2 separate regions of the Arachis hypogaea genome follow, and region 2 is linked to region 1. The links are chromatin contacts, called in public Hi-C maps. All regions are on one chromosome and are shown on one strand. Each heading gives the region's core, a stretch centred on a gene start, on an enhancer-like site or on the middle of the called end of the contact. The rest is flanking DNA. Distances are from core to core; before and after follow the strand shown. Region 1 holds the start of LOC112696829 (vacuolar lysine transporter YPQ1). Region 2 holds the start of LOC112696832.

What was found. Hi-C and Micro-C count contacts between places; a contact is called where the count stands out from the background.
Region 2: a Hi-C map of leaf shows a contact between it and region 1, with 2.8 times the contacts expected there. The contact joins the promoter of LOC112696832 here to the promoter of LOC112696829 in region 1. A contact is called at or near these places in 2 of 8 Hi-C or Micro-C datasets (both in leaf).

What each region holds. Positions count from the first base shown.
Region 1 is chr6:86,197,274-86,200,053 of arahy.Tifrunner.gnm2.J5K5, reverse strand. It overlaps LOC112696829 (vacuolar lysine transporter YPQ1), which reads left to right and starts at 1,314. Exons shown (of 14, transcript XR_011862415.1): 1 at 1,314-1,393; 2 at 2,595-2,780.
Region 2 is chr6:86,534,793-86,537,632 of arahy.Tifrunner.gnm2.J5K5, reverse strand. LOC112696832 reads right to left here and starts at 1,544. Exons shown (of 9, transcript XM_072197223.1): 1 at 1-1,544. LOC140172834 reads right to left here. Exons shown (of 5, transcript XM_072197221.1): 3 at 2,380-2,498; 4 at 2,123-2,264; 5 at 1,959-2,052.

The DNA.
Region 1 (2,780 bases), core at 65-2,564:
AGAGCTCTAGATCTAAAAGGTCAAAAATTTGATCTTTTGTGAACCCCAAAATCAGTTTAAGCTTTTGGGAAGATGTTTTGTAACGCAATAGCCCATTTGTACAAATAGTCTTCCCTAACAGGACTCTTAGGCTTAGTTTGGTAAAACTTTTACTTTTCAAAAGTAGCTTATAAAAGTTAACTTTTAAAAGATGACTTTTTAAAAGTTGTAGCATTTATGTTTGGTAAATCAAATAAAGAATAGCTTATAAGTAACATCAATTGTGTTTAGTAAAATAGCTTTTAAAATTTAAAAATACTATAATAGACATAAATGCAAGTATTAAATCAAGCACAAACACATGATCTTTTTTATTTACCAAACACAAAATGAGGAGTTTGAGCTTATAAAAAGCAGAAACACCTTTTCAAAAAGTTTTACCAAACCAAACCTTAGTTTAGGGTGTGTTTGGATTTACGTTGGAGAAGAGAAAAGCTCGTTTGAGCTCCTTGAACGCTTCATCTTCATGTTTGGCAATGGTTTTATTCTGTAAACGTAGAAGTGATTTTTATCTTCAACCCACGTTTATCAAAAGCTAAAAATTCTAGCTTTTCCGTTCAGTTTTTCACGTTGGATTAAACTTTATGTTCTATCTACCAATTATACCCTTTATTATTCATATATTTATTATTTTCTTTTTTATAATATATCTTTTTAATACTTTCTTATGCATATTATTTTTTATAAAACTTCTGTTTTTTTATATGAGTTCTTTTACTGTTATTGTTATTTCTTTTTTGTATAGAATATTTTTTTTACTTTGTATTATGATTCTATTAATTCTATTAGAGTACTAAAGAATATTGATAATACTAAAAAAATATTAAAATTTATTTAAATATTTAAAATAAAATTATAAGATAACATAAAATAATTATTTAAACTCATGTCCTTTTTTGTAATTTTCTATCTAAAAGTGATTTTGAATAATGTAATCCAAACAATATTTAGTTTACTATAATCCATTTTGAATAAAAATTACCAAACATAAACCACGTTAATACTAACTCACTTTTGATCAAAATCACTTTTACAAAATCAATTTTATACAAACCTCCGTTTACAAACGGTAATCCAAACACACACTTTGTTAATCTTTTTTTTTTAATTTTAAAATTTAAAATTAAAAATAATTAATAAATAATATAATTTATGATTTTAATTTTTTTTACTCTATTGTTGTATTCTTATTGTTTTCTTATACTTTTCTATAAACAATATTAATAATTTAAACATATTAATAATTTTCGGGACTTATTTGGTATCTTCTAATAATTTTCGGGACTTATTATAAACCCTGACTGCTGAGGTCGGTAAGCAACTCCATTATTTTGCGTCGTTCCTTTCTTTCTGGGTATGGAGTTCATTTTCCCCTGTGCATGCATTGTACGCATTATTGGATCATTTATTATCAACAACGATTAATTTTCTGTTAACGCTCATTTCATCATGTTACTAATCTTGTGTTTGCATGATTTTTTTCCCCTATGTTTAATTGTTGCATTTGAATTTCAATCTATATTCTTCTTTGATTATCCCCTTTAGGATTTTTGGGTACAAACTTCAATTTGCTTCGCAATTTGGTTCATCTTATAAATAACACCAAAGCAATTCGTAAAGTAGAAACCTATAATAATGGATGCTTCAGCTTGAGAATATTGTACTCCTTTCCAGATACTTTTATCTCCTACGCCTTAATTGCTTTTTTTTTTCGGTTACCAATGCCTCCAGAAATATCACACTATTTGAGATAAGTAATAACATTTTATTATCTTTTTTGTTGCACCTTCTTCTCTGTTAGTTTATGGTTTGTGCTATGCTAAAAATTTTTCCATATTTTTGTATTCATACGGGATCATTTACGTCTTTGAATATGATTTACATGTAAATATCATTTATGATAACATATAATATCATGATTTGATTTATATAGTTGATTCCACCATGTATGATAATTGGTGTCACAATTATGGTATTAATAGGGTACTTTTATATTATTATACCAAAACATAATTGATAGATAAAAAGATATTTTTACATGAGATATCCAAACATAAAATTACTTTTACTTTTTCATAAGATCTTTTAGAAAAAGACAACTCGAAAAAAGATCTTTTCTTAGAAGCTCACCCAAACAAGTTCTAAGTAATGACATGCAATAGTTTGCTTTGTGAAAATATTTTCCGGTTTTGCTTTTGTATCTTTTACTTTCAGGATTTTGTAAAGGAAAGAGTGAAAAAAATAGAATATAAAGACAGGTAACAAAATTCTAAAAAGGAAAAACATACAAAATCAAAACACAAATTAAAACACCTTTATAGCTTTCTTACTTTGCAAAAGGTAAGCATTATTACTCAAGATTCCTTTTATATTATATATTATTGCTTGATTATAGTTTATTGCCAAGGTTGTATGCTGTTTTATTTTATTTGGCACATTTTTGGCTTGTTATGCAGCAAATATGAGTCAACTTTCATGTGATTAGATTAGTGCTATATTCAAAGAAGATTCTGTGCTGCTGATTTATTATGTTCCCTTCTTCACCTGGTTTTCAGGATTGTGGAGAAACAAACAAGGTTCCTCTAATTTGACGCAACAATGACTATGAGAGCCTTAGAGGGCTTCTCTCTATACCACATGAGCAGCAGTACAAGGGAGACAGCTTCTTACATTTTAGGTGTAATCAGTGTCATTGTTTGGGTTATTGCTGAGATACCTCAAATAATCACAAACTACACTGC
Region 2 (2,840 bases), core at 295-2,794, 340 kb before region 1:
GTCCCACATCGAGTAGTATGGGATGCTTGATGTTGTAAATAAGGAGAGTGGTTCTTCCCCCTTAACAGCTAGCTTTTAAGGTGTGGTTTCCCACTTTCCTTAGATACTTAACAATGGTATCAGAGCGTGGTTGTCGGCGCCATGGAAAGGGCTACCTATAGGCTGGATTAAGGTGAATACCGAATACTGATAGACCGTAGCAAAGTGGCTACCGTTGGGTCAGTGTCGATAGAGTGAAGCCGCCGTGGACGTTGGCTCTCTAGGGACGGTGTATTGTTAGGGACTTGAGTATTATGGGGTGCTCAAAGTCCCACATCGAGTAGTATGGGATGCTTGATGTTGTAAATAAGGAGAGTGGTTCTTCCCCCTTAACAGCTAGCTTTTAAGGTGTGGTTTCCCACTGAATATTCAAACAGGCTGGAACCTCTTTGAAGATGTCCTCTGCATATCATCCACAGACCGATGGCCAAACGGAGGCTGTTAACAAGTGCTTAGAGACCTATCTCCGCTGCCTCACAGGCTCTAAGCCAAAACAGTGGTCCACTTGGCTGCCTTGGGCCGAATTCTGGTATAATACTACTTATCACGGGTCCATTCGCATGACCCCTTTTCGGGCTTTATACGGGAGGGAGCCGCCTCCATTGTTAAGAGGGGGGCTGGAATCTACTGTAGAAGAAGTTAGACTACTAATGGAAGACCGCAATCAGATGCTCGATGAGTTACAATTTCAGTTGAATAGAGCCCAGAATCGCATGAAGCAAGCTGCTGATAAGAAGAGGAGAGATGTCACTTTTGAAGTAGGAGACTTCGTGTTTTTAAAGATCCAACCATCCAGGATGCGGTCTCTTGCCACCAGACCAAATCAGAAGCTCGGCGCCAGATTTTATGGTCCATATGAAGTACTAGAAAAAATTGGTGCAGCAGCTTATAAACTTCGGTTACCAGCCTCTGCAAAGATACATCCTATTTTTCATGTTTCACTACTTAAGAAGAGTTTGGGATCTTCAGTGGAACCCCAAAGCCTGCCTGAGTCTCTCACTGAGGAAGGAGAACTACTAGTGGAACCCGAACAAGTTCTGGACAGTCGTATGAGCAACCAAGGACACCTGGAAGTGCTAATCAAGTGGCAGCATCTTCCCGAATTTGAAAGTACATGGGAGCGGGCCGACAAACTGCAGTTGGCCTTTCCATCTTTCCACCTTGAGGACAAGGTGGCTCTTCATGGGGAGGGTATTGTAACAAACCAGGAGAGATCAAATCAAAATTTAACTCCTTTTAAATTTACTTATAGAAGGAGGGGAAAACACGTGACTGATTGAAATTTCAAAATATTGTTACTCCACATGTTTAGGAAAGTAGTTAGGATATGGATATTATAAATAAGGAAGCTGAAAAGCTTTTAGGTAGGGAATAAGTGGAGTGGTTATTTAGTGGAGAGTTTGGCCTCTCGAATGCCAAGTGAATCTTCTGTTATTGTTTGTTCTTTCTTCCTTTTCTAAATAATATTTCCTTGAGAGTATCATCTTGATACCTCAACCTTTCTCTATCCTATCTTCTACCTCTCATCTTCTATTACTCTAATTGCTAATTATCTGCTCTGATACCAATTGTTAAGGGTTTCCTTACTAACTCCAGAATATCAAGAGGTACAGTAGCAGATAATTAGCAATTAGAGTAATAGAAGATGAGAGGTAGAAGATAGGATAGAGAAAGGTTGAGGTATCAAGATGATACTCTCAAGGAAATATTATTTAGAAAAGGAAGAAAGAACAAACAATAACAGAAGATTCACTTGGCATTCGAGAGGCCAAACTCTCCACTAAATAACCACTCCACTTATTCCCTACCTAAAAGCTTTTCAGCTTCCTTATTTATAATATCCATATCCTAACTACTTTCCTAAACATGTGGAGTAACAATATTTTGAAATTTCAATCAGTCACGTGTTTTCCCCTCCTTCTATAAGTAAATTTAAAAGGAGTTAAATTTTGATTTGATCTCTCCTGGTTTGTTACATTCTGTAACTGGTTTGTCAAGAACACGCCTGTATGCCTGTGAATGCCATCTTGATTCAGTATGATCTCTATTATTAAACAAAGTTGTTTAAAAAAACAATACCAACCTTCTGGCAGTATTTCTTTAAACGGTCTTTCAGCCTTGATTGTTGCTCTGCCTTGGGCAGGTCAAGAAAAGGTTTTGATAACCTCGCACTAGCACCATCAACAAAATCTGACTCAATCTGCTTCTTTATATGATAATAGTCACTGAAAGATTTCAAATAGATATTTCAGTCAATTCTTTAATAAATTTTATAGATATGCACAAATAAATCTGCAATATGCTAATAATAGCAAGCATTAACCAAAAAGAGAGGCACACCTTTTCTTTGCCACGAATGTTTCTCCACGCCAAACCCACTCAAGTTTGCATAGACATGTCTTTCTAGGACGGTTGAAATCACATGCAGTGTAAACCTCATCTGAAACAATTGACGGTGGCTACAAATAGGAAAGAAACGTCACATAAGGCAACGTCATGCGTCATAAATTCAGATTTCAGAAACATAAACCCCAGTAACACAGCATAAGCAGCACAAACATTCCTAAATTTTCTTCCAAATTTTTACTTGGAAGTTGATAGAATCAAGAAGATATCATTTCTAACAGAAGTGATAATCCACATGAATTCTGGCCAGAAAAAGCTAAGAAACCATTGTGACATTGTGGTGAGATGCATGGCCACTTTTGCAGGTTCCTCCTACTATTCAATTTTTTTCCAAAATTCAGACAAGTAAAATTGGACAAAACATTGATATTATAGAGTTACCAAACTTATCCATA